Regions from separate parts of the Sus scrofa genome. Here region 1 is linked to region 2. Evidence: chromatin contacts called from public HiChIP or PLAC-seq data. All regions are on one chromosome and are shown on one strand. Each heading gives the region's core, a stretch centred on a gene start, on an enhancer-like site or on the middle of the called end of the contact. The rest is flanking DNA. Distances are from core to core; before and after follow the strand shown.

Region 1 (4,984 bases), core at 1,260-3,759, 44 kb before region 2:
TGGGAAGAGGAGACCCTGAGCCCCCGAGGCTGGTGGCATCAGGGAGTCCAGATAAGAGCCTGTTCTGGAGTCAAACCCAGTTCTGCGTGCTGTTTACTTGCTGTGTGACAGTGGCCAACTGGCTTCACCTCTCTGGGCAAACCCAAGCACAAAACTGCCCCCTCGGCAGAGCCCAGGCAGAAGGGGGGCCTCCCGACCATGGAATCCCATCCAGCTATTCCCAGAGCCTGAGCCCAACGTCCCATTCAGAGGAGCAAGAGCCCCAAAGGCCCCTCCGCTGGGAAGGAAAAGACTGCCTTCTTCGCCAACGACGAGCGAGGACGCCCGAAGGAAGCGAAGCCGCCTGGGGAAGAATCTAAGAAAGGAAAGGGGGGCTCACTGCTGGCGCGCAGGCTGGTAGGAGGAAATGGCCAGGCCCGCGGGAGGCCGCGGCAAGAGGACGCATCGAGTTGCAGCCAATTGTTCCAGGAGGGATCTTGGGGGATGGGTTCCCTCGAGGGTAGGGGGCCTCCCGAGGGTGCTGGTTAGGGTCTCCCGGCTCGCGCGGAGGCTCCGGCACCCGCAGAGCAGAGCGCCGCGGCCGGGAGACGTGCGGCGGGTGCAGGACAGGGTGCCTGGCGAGCCGCCAGCCGCGCCACGCCGTTCCGGAGCCCGGGGCGCGAGGAGGGAGGCCGCCTCCTGGGGCGACTTCGGAAGGGGCACTGGGCCTGGGGGCGACGCGGTGGCGGGGGAGGGGGGTCTTCGGCAGGAGGGACCCGCGGAAAGCCCATCCCCTCCCCCACCCCGCCGCATCTGGTTTTCCCATCTGCAGAGACCGAGCAGGACAAAGGGGGCGAGGGAGGGCCCTGTCGAGGAGCCCGCCCCCCGGCTCACAAAGGCCGCGGCCTCGAGCGCGGGGCAGACGCGGGAGGAGGGGCCGGGGGGAAGGGCAGACCCTCGGGGCGACCCCCTTCCCGCAGAAGCCAACCCCTCCCGGCCGAGAGAGGGGGTGGGGAAAGGCCCAGGGGGCCAGGAGGTGGAAGTGCACCCTGCAGAGATCAAAGCTCCCCTATCCCGCCGGCGAAAGGCTGCCCAAAGGGAGCTGGGGCACGCCCTGCGCCGGAGGCGACCCCTCGCCTCCGCCCCTGAGCTGAAGGCCCGCTGACGGGGGCGGGGGTAGGAGGGGGGGCACGAGGAACGGACAAGGGGCGTCCCCTCCCCAAGACTGGGTCTGCAGATACCCGGGATCTGCGCGGGGAGGGAGGACCCGGACTGGGCGGGGAGTTCGGAGGGCGCCACTTGGGGTGGAGCCTAAGCGCGGCCTAGGGAGTCCCAACTCCACGGCGGAGTGGGGGCTGTGCCTCTGCACCCAAGGACAGGGAAAGCCGCTTCCTCGGGGCCGGAGCGCACGGCCCGCGGCGGGGTGGGGTGGCCCGCGCGCCCAGCGGGGGCTCGCCGGGCGTCGCTCGGGATGGCAGACGCGCCGCGGGCGAGAAAGGGCGGGAGGCTGTGGGGACGGGGGTGGGGTGCGCTTTGTGCACAGCCCGAGAGGCGGGGGGCGGCGTCCCCACTCACCCTGGCGCGTGGACACGTTCCTCTCGTTGGCAGCCTGCAGCACGACTTGGGCGCAGCTCTGCTCCAGGGCGAAGAGCTCGTCCTTGCCCACCTTGGTGGCCTTGCCCGCCTTGAGCGTGCCGCTGGGCCCCGACGGCGCCAGGTAGCGGCCCTCGCAGTCGCGGAAGGCCACCTTGCCGGAGCGGAACTCGAGAGTGTAGCCTGTGGCGGGCTCAGGTTGCTCCACTAGGCGCCCGTCGTGGCGCAGGAAGCGGTGGTCGGCCGTCTGCAGGCTGTAGCGCTGGTCCTGGAAGGCCAGCGTGATGAGCGAGTCGACGCCCCAGGGCACGTCGCGGTCCACTGAGATCTCGTCGGCGGGCCGGGCGCTCAGGTGCGCGTAGCGCTTGCGGGCCAGGCTGTAGATGTTGACCTGCGGGTGCATGGCGATGTGCACGCTCCACTTCTCGGCCGGTGACACGGTCTGAGCGAAGCACGACAGGCGGTCCTCGGTGCCGCCAAAGTAGCGCCGGTGCGCCTCGGACTGCAGTGACCAGCGGCCGTCGTCGTGCGCCACGATGAGAAAGCGGCAGTCGGCGTCGGGCACCTCATGTTCGCAGGTCACGTTGCCATCCTTGTCCGCCGCCAGGTAACGGCCCAGGTGGCTGCGCAGGCACATGGCTGCACCGCCCGCCTCGTCGGGCGGCTGCTCCAGCGTCCAGATCTGCTTCTTCTTCAGGCTGCTGGCCGAAGCGTTCACCTTGAACCCGAACGTCTCGGCCGTCAGGTACTTGTTGCTGCAATTGATGAGGCCGAACTGGATCTGGAGGGCCTCGGCCGTGCCGTTGGCGGTCATGGTGGCGGCGGGCTGGAGGCCCCGGCGCGGCCCGGGAGGTCGGTGGCGGGTCCCTGCGGCGGCGCCCTGCTCCTTTGTTCTACTGCCGCGGCCGTGCGCGCACCCTCAGCAGCGCTCTACAAAGCCGGCCCGTGGCGCCCTAGCCCCTTTATAAGCGGGGTGACGTCAGCGCCGCGAGGTCCCGCCCCCGCCCCGCCCCGCCCCGGGACGCGCCGAAGAGGGGGCGCGGGGACCCGGGGAGCGAACAGGGTCGCGCAGGGGCTGGGAGAGGCGCGGGTGGCGGCTCGGCTCGCAGCGTCCTCTCCTTCGGCGCGGCCGGCCTCTGCGGTTCCCCCCACTTCGGGCCGCCGCCCACTTCCCCCAATGCCAGGGCCCCACCCTCGCAGCGCCGCAGCCTGAGGACTCCCTCAGAGCCAGGGACCCCTCGGAGGCCCCCTACCCCAAGCCCAGCCGGGAGAAAAGCCAGCCAGGTTTGAGGCTGTGATGGAGACGGTGGAGAGCCGCAGAGCCATCAGAACTAGGACGAGGCGGTCCGGAGGCTGCTCAGATGAGGTGGCCTTAGAGCAGAGCCTTGAAGGAGCTGAGAGGGGACCCTCTAAGGGCCTGTGGGCGGAAGGGATGGGAGGAGGACACCAGGAGCTGGGGAGGGCCCTGCAGACCCCAACTCATCCAACCCAGGCCTTGCGGCCTCCCGAACAGAGGCTGTGTTTCTCCGAAGCTGCCTTCCTACGCCTTTGCCCTGAAGGCCACTGAGACCCCTCCCTGTGGCCCAGGTCCCCAGCCCCCCCCTGGCCCAAATAGGTCTCCTTGGTAGTGGAGATGAGTGACAGTGGCCCCATTCTGAGGAGGCAGAAGCCACGGGGTCCTGGTGAGGTTCACCAGGTATGGGGTGAGCAGCGTGCCCTTGTGCTGAGCGGGTCAGAAGCAGGATGCAACTCGGGCAGCACAGCCCTGAGGGGCGGAAACCCGGTCTCCAGCCCAGCACACCTCCCGCTTTATACCCGCCCCCAGGCCCCCACTTCATTGGATGCTGAGCCCAGCACCCAGGAAGGGGTGATGTGGGCTCCTCCTTGAGGGCCTCCGCTCTCCATCCTCCTCCCGCGAAGTGGACCTTCCCTGCAGACGGCCCATCCCCACCCCCGGGGAGGAACACTTCCCTTTTCTGAGCATCTCGGAAGGCCAACACTTTTGCTGGGACATTCCCCACATGCCTGCAGGCCCCTGGAATGCCAGCATGACCACAGGCTGCCCACAAGGTCTCCAGGCCAAAGGCAGAGGGCACTGAAGTAGCTCCCGGGCTGGTTGGGCTGTGCCTGTGCCTCCCAGCCAGGCAAACCCCTCCAGGGATTTTTATCTTTCAGGGGAATTTTGGGTTAACTGTCTCATCATGGTGGGTCAAGTGGGTTAACTGGCAGGGCTGCTGCCTCTCAGTCCGGCCAGGGGCGGGAGCTGGTCCAGGCCTTCCCAGGTGATACTTTCAAGGGGTAGAAAGACTAGCCAGGCGAGCTGGGCGTGGTGGCAGCCTGGCTTCCTGCACTGGGCTTCCTGGGTTCACACAAACCTCCCTGGTTCTTGGTTTTCCCACCTCTCTAAAGGGCATAACGACAGCACCTGCCCCTGGAGAGAAGTTGAGACGACAGAAGCAGCCAACACCCATGACCGTGACTGAGGGGGTCCCTGGGACACGGCCCTCAGTTTTCAAACCAGGAAGGTCTTGGGCAAACCAGACAAGTTGGTGATGACACATGTCAAGCCCCTAGAAAACAGTGCCTGGCACGTCACGTAGTCAGTGCTCAATAAATGCTGGCTGGTCCTGGGGACACAGACAGGCCAGACCCCCTCCAGCCTCCAGGGTCCCCAGGAATCCCCAGGACCCGGTCCTGTCCTGTCGTCTGAGCACTGGTGGAGTACAAGGTTTAGGGTCAATCGGTGAGGAGCAGGAGCCTTGTGCCGACATGCCCAAGAGAGCGGAATGAAATGGGGCAGTGGGGGGATGGGACATAGAAAGGGGACCTTGGATTTCCCCACAGACAAGGGCAGCCCAAGGCAGTGAACAAAAGAGAGCCTGAAATGTTGGGGGAGATCAGGTCCAGCCTGAGACTGGGTGGGACTGGGTGATCGGGGCTCAGTATGTAAAGAATGTGGAGCTGCAGTGGGTTAAGGAGCTGGCGTTGCTGTGAGCTGTGGTGTAGGTTGTAGATGTAGCTCAGATCCTGCGTTGCTGTGGCTCTGGCGTAGGCCGGTGGCTGCAGCTCCGATTCGACCCCTAGCCTGGGAACCTCCATACGCCGCGGGAGCAGCCCTAGAAAAGGCAAAAAGACCAAAAAAAAAAAAAAAAGAATGTGGAGCTAAATTACTATTATTTCAATTTTTTCGATAGACCGTACATTCACATAGTTCACACATCCAAAACCATAAAAAGACTTTTGCCCCCCGACCCCCATCCCTATCCATTACCTCAATAACTGATGTTAGATGATTTTCCTTTCCTTGAACTTCAAAGACAAGCAAATATTCATCTATACTCTTGTAAATCTCTCCATCTCGAAATGGTTAATTCTTTCTCCCTTCCTTTCTTCCCTCCTTCCTTTCTTCACC
Region 2 (5,221 bases), core at 124-2,623:
CTGGAGACAGACGCCCGAGGGCAGGCCAGGGCCCCCACCTGGACCCCTCTGCCCTGTTTCCTTTGTGGGAAAATTCAGCTTGTCACGGCCTCGGAGAAGGTGCACCTCCACGCTGCCCCGCTGGGCTTCCTTCGGCCACTCACTGCCCACTGGTGGCCCCCGCCTGGGTGCAGGCTCTCCCTGCTGGACAGGCAGTTCCCAGAGCAGGGAACCACTGGGAACACCCGGGGGCACCCAGGTCTGACCCCGTGTTTGGTGGAGAGACCAGGGCAGGAGTGGGCCCCAGCTGGTCCCTGCTGCCCCACCCCCCTCCCCCTAACTCCTCTCTGGCACATTGAATGTCCTTCCCCAGTCCTTGGTGGCCTCCAGATGGTCTAGGAGGGCAGTTCAGCTGTGGCTGCACGTGACAGACAGACGATGGATGGTGGGTCCCAGAGCTGTGCTCAGTGGCCCTGCCTGCCTGCAGCCAGCAGTGCTTGGCAGCTGCCTGGGTCGCCAGCTAATGGCCCAGGCTTGGCCTTGGCTGGGTGTGACCAGGCAGCCTCAGCCGCAGCCCAGCTCCATGGGAACAGCTTCTCTGCTCTACGGAGCCCACCTCTCCTGGGCCTGCAGCAAGGGAGGCCTGGAGCCCTCTTCACGGGGAACTTCCAGCCCCCAGCCCCTGGGGCCTGTCCTGTCCCTAGAGACTGCAGTCCTGAAGCCCCTGCTACGTGTCTCCAAGTCCCCTGACTCAAGCATGCCCCACCATAGCCCTCAAGCCCACGGTCTCTAAGTAATGTGCCCCCTTAGCAAGCTCAGCACCCCCACTTAGCAAGCTCAGCACCCCCAGTCGGGGCCCCCCCTTACCCAGGCTTTCTGGGCAGCAGAGCTAATGTCGCCAAGGGGAGGGTGACTCTCTCATCACTCCTTTCCCCCACCTGCTCCTTAAGCATGCACCCACAGCAACCAGGGACTCTCGCATCCGTGCTGACCCTTGCCCACAGGGGCGCTCACTGCTTTGGGGCATCCACATTCGGAGGGTGCCGGGGTGGGGAGACCCGGAGACCAGCAGGCCGGGTGCAGGCCTGGCCAAGCGGGGCCGGACCCGACACTGCTCAGGCGGGCGGCGGCCCACTGTTGGGGCCCAGCACCCAAGGGCGGCCGACGCCAAAACTCTCTCCCTCCTCTTCCTCAATCTCGCTCTCGCTCTCTCCTAGCCAGTCCATCTCCCTCCCTCTTTCTTTTTTTTTTTTTTTCTTTTTTTTTTTTTTTGCAAAAGGAGGGGAGAGGGGGTAAAAAAATGCTGCACTGTGCGGCGAGGCCGGTGAGTGAGCGGCGCGGGGCCAATCAGCGCTCGCCGTTTCGAAAGTTGCCTTTTATGGCTCGAGCCGCCGCGACTGCGCCCCATAAAACCCGGCGGCGCGACGCACAGCCACAGCCGAGACCGCGTCCACTCCGCCAGCACAGGCCCCTCGCCCTTGCCGCTCCGCCTTCGCCGCCGGTCTACACCGCTACCAGGTAGGGTCCCCGCACCGGCCGGGCCGCTGATGCGCTGGGCCCGTGCCTCTTGTGGGCAGGTGGCCCCCTCCGCCCCGGCCCCGTGGACAGCCGGCCGGGTGCCGGGAATGGACTCATGCGCTCCTCGTTCGGGGCCCGGGCTGCGCTCGGGGAGCGCTCCCAGAGTGTTTCTTTGGGAGCCCTAGCGGCGGCGATTCTTTGTCCGAGCGGGCCGATCGCTCCGCCGGCGGGAGAGCAGTGCAGCCGGGCGGCGGGGCGGGTGGGTGGGCGCGGCGCGGTGGCCGAGCCGGGTGGGGGCTGGGACGCCAGTGCGCGTGCGTGTGCGCCGTAGGCCCAGGAGGCGAGGGCGGGGCGGGCGGCCGGAAGGGGTGGGGTCGCCGCGGCGCGAGAGCGCCTGCGCGCACTTCCTCGCGGAGCCACGGGCCGCCCCGGGTGTGGTCGCCGCGCGCCCGCCGAGTGGCGCTTTTTGGGCGGGGCGGGGCTGGCGCCCAGTGGGGAGGGGGCGGAGGCCTGGCTTCCTGCCGCGCGCCTCGGGGCCGCCTCCGACCAGCGTTTGCCTTTTATGGTAATAACGCGGCCGGCCGGCTTCCTTTGTCCCCAATCTGGGCGCGTGCCGGCGCCCCCTGGCGGCTCGAACGCGCGTCGCGCCGGAAGTGAGTAGGGCGGAGGCGGCCGCACCCGGCCTCCGGCTCACGGTCCTGCTGCCCCTGCAGTTCGCCATGGATGACGATATTGCTGCGCTCGTGGTCGACAACGGCTCCGGCATGTGCAAGGCCGGCTTTGCGGGCGACGATGCTCCCCGGGCCGTCTTCCCCTCCATCGTGGGGCGCCCCCGACACCAGGTAGGGCGCCGCCCTCGGGTCTGACTTGGTGGGTGGGGTCTTGGTAGCAGGTGGAGGGAAGGGGGAGGCTTTCTGCGTGGGGGCCGGTGGGGCCGGGCCCGGGCTGAAGGCGCCTCGCCCCTCCTTCCGCAGGGCGTGATGGTGGGCATGGGCCAGAAGGACTCCTACGTGGGGGACGAGGCCCAGAGCAAGAGAGGCATCCTGACCCTCAAGTACCCCATCGAGCACGGCATCGTCACCAACTGGGACGACATGGAGAAGATCTGGCACCACACCTTCTACAACGAGCTGCGTGTGGCCCCCGAGGAGCACCCCGTGCTGCTGACCGAGGCCCCCCTGAACCCCAAAGCCAACCGTGAGAAGATGACCCAGGTCAGTGGCCCACTGGGCTCTCTCGGGCGGCCGCCCCCTCCTCTCTTGCCCCTCTTTGCCACGCCCTTTCTCACTTGTTCTTTCTTCTGCCATTTTCCTAGGACTTTTCTTCTCTGACCTGAGTCTCCTTTGGAACTCTGCAGGTTCTATTTGCTTTTCCCCAGCTGGAGTCTTTCTCGTGTTTGCCTTTCTGACTAGGTGTTAAAAGCATAAGGTGCTGTGGGTGTATAGGTACTAACACTGGCTCGTGTGACAAAGCCGACGAGGCTGCCGTAAAGGGGCCTCGGAGTGTGTATCCCGTAGGTGCACAGTAGGTCTGACGTGACTCCCCGACCTGGGGTCCCCAGCACACTTAGCCGTGTTCCTTGCACTCTCTGCATGTCCCCAGTCCGGCCTGACTGCCCCCGGCGGCTTCCCGAGGGTGACAGCGTCCCTCCCTCCCTCCAGATCATGTTCGAGACCTTCAACACCCCAGCCATGTACGTGGCCATCCAGGCCGTGCTGTCCCTGTACGCCTCTGGCCGCACCACTGGCATCGTGATGGACTCCGGAGACGGGGTCACCCACACGGTGCCCATCTACGAGGGGTACGCCCTGCCCCACGCCATCCTGCGTCTGGACCTGGCTGGCCGGGACCTGACCGACTACCTCATGAAGATCCTGACGGAGCGGGGCTACAGCTTCACCACCACGGCCGAGCGGGAGATCGTGCGGGACATCAAGGAGAAGCTGTGCTACGTCGCCCTGGACTTCGAGCAGGAGATGGCCACTGCCGCGTCCTCCTCCTCCCTGGAGAAGAGCTACGAGCTGCCCGACGGCCAGGTCATCACCATCGGCAACGAGCGCTTCCGCTGCCCCGAGGCGCTCTTCCAGCCCTCCTTCCTGGGTGAGGACGCAGCCCTGGCCCTGCCTTCCCCCCGCCCCCCCTGGCTCACCCGGTGGTGGCCACAGCGGAAGCTCAGTCGGGCTTCTCTCCCCCCTCAGGCATGGAATCCTGCGGCATCCACGAAACTACCTTCAACTCCATCATGAAGTGCGACGTCGACATCCGCAAGGACCTCTACGCCAACACGGTGCTGTCGGGTGGCACCACCATGTACCCAGGCATCGCCGACAGGATGCAGAAGGAGATCACGGCCCTGGCGCCCAGCACGATGAAGATCAAGGTGAGTGCCCAGCCTGAGCTGGCCGGGTGCGGCCGGGCGGCGTGGGTGCCACGGCAGCCGCCGCGGAGCGGGTGCTCTGGGGACCAGGGCTCTGACCGCCACCCGCCTCACTGTCCCCTTCTCCTTCCAGATCATCGCGCCTCCAGAGCGCAAGTACTCCGTGTGGATCGGCGGCTCCATCCTGGCCTCGCTGTCCACCTTCCAGCAGATGTGGATCAGCAAGCAGGAGTACGACGAGTCCGGCCCCTCCATCGTCCACCGCAAATGCTTCTAGGCGGACTGTTAGTTGCATTCCACCTTTTTCTTGACAAAACCTAACTTGCGCAGAAAATGAGATGAGATTGGCATGGCTTTATTTGGTTTTGTTTTTTTGGTTTTTTTTTTTGTCTTGATATTTTTTTTTTTTTTTTTTTTTGGCGCTTGACTCAGGATTTAAAAACTGGAACGGTGAAGGTGACAGCAGTCGGTTGGATGGAGCATCCCCCAAAGTTTTACAATGTGGCCGAGGACTTTGATTGTACATTGTTCTTTTTTTTTTTTTTTTTTTTTTTTTTTAAATAGTCATTCCAAGTATCATGAGATGCATTGTTACAGGAAGTCCCTGCCTTCCCAAAAGCTGCCCCGCCTCCCCCTGAGGAGAAGGGCCAGTCCTCGCCCAGGTCCACCCGAGGAGGGCAGTAGCATCGCTTTAGTGTAAATTATGTACTCCAACATTTTTTTTAATCTTCGCCTTAATACTTGTTCTTTTTGTTTGTTTTATTTTGAGTGGTCAGCCATCACAATCCCCTTTTTTGTCCCGCAACTTGAAGTATGAAGGCTTTTGGTCCCCCTAGGAGCGGGTTGAGGTGCGGAGGCAGCCAGGGCTTACCTGTACACTGACTTGAGACCAGTTCAATAAAGTGCACACCTTAAAGAAACACGGCTTTGTGGTGGCTGGCGTTGTTGGGTGCTGGGGAGAAGGGTGGGGGACGGGGGCGCATTTGGGGTACCTCTTAGCTCTGAGGGGTCTTGGGGTGGGGGTTATGGGAGAGGTCAGGGTTCTGGCCTCTCGTCTTGCTTGTTTTAAATGAACTCCCTGACCTGGCCTTTAAACCTCCATCTCTCATTGGCTTCTGAGGTCCTGGTGATGGGGTGGGAGCCAGGGTGTTGGGTCCGGGTACCACACCTCAGGGGAATTGGGGACCTTGGCTCCTGGATACGCCCTCACTTGCTGAGCTTGGGGTCCTCCTGGGGTGGGGATGGGGCCTCCCTGGCCACACTCCTCCCTCACCTCTTCCTGTGCCTGTCCTGATGGCCAGGGGATGGCCTTTATGACACCTGTAGAAGGGACTTCTTTAGGGGTCT

Evidence for each region. HiChIP or PLAC-seq counts read pairs in DNA pulled down with a chosen protein or histone mark.
Region 1: an H3K27ac HiChIP or PLAC-seq map of skeletal muscle shows a contact between it and region 2. The contact joins the promoter of FSCN1 here to the promoter of ACTB in region 2. A contact is called at or near these places in 2 of 47 Hi-C or Micro-C datasets (embryonic fibroblasts and epiblast stem cells) and 2 of 2 datasets of contacts at active chromatin or transcription factors (alveolar macrophages and skeletal muscle).

Annotation. Positions count from the first base shown.
Region 1 is chr3:4,131,698-4,136,681 of Sscrofa11.1, reverse strand. It overlaps FSCN1 (fascin actin-bundling protein 1), which reads right to left and starts at 2,509. Exons shown (of 5, transcript NM_001146300.1): 1 at 1,555-2,509. The coding sequence starts at 2,386.
Region 2 is chr3:4,086,535-4,091,755 of Sscrofa11.1, reverse strand. ACTB (actin, cytoplasmic 1) reads left to right here and starts at 1,373. Exons shown (of 8, transcript XR_002342206.1): 1 at 1,373-1,497; 2 at 2,211-2,339; 3 at 2,472-2,711; 4 at 3,159-3,597; 5 at 3,696-3,877; 6 at 4,008-4,158. It overlaps LOC106509620 (a long non-coding RNA gene), which reads right to left and starts at 1,260. Exons shown (of 3, transcript XR_001307289.2): 1 at 847-1,260.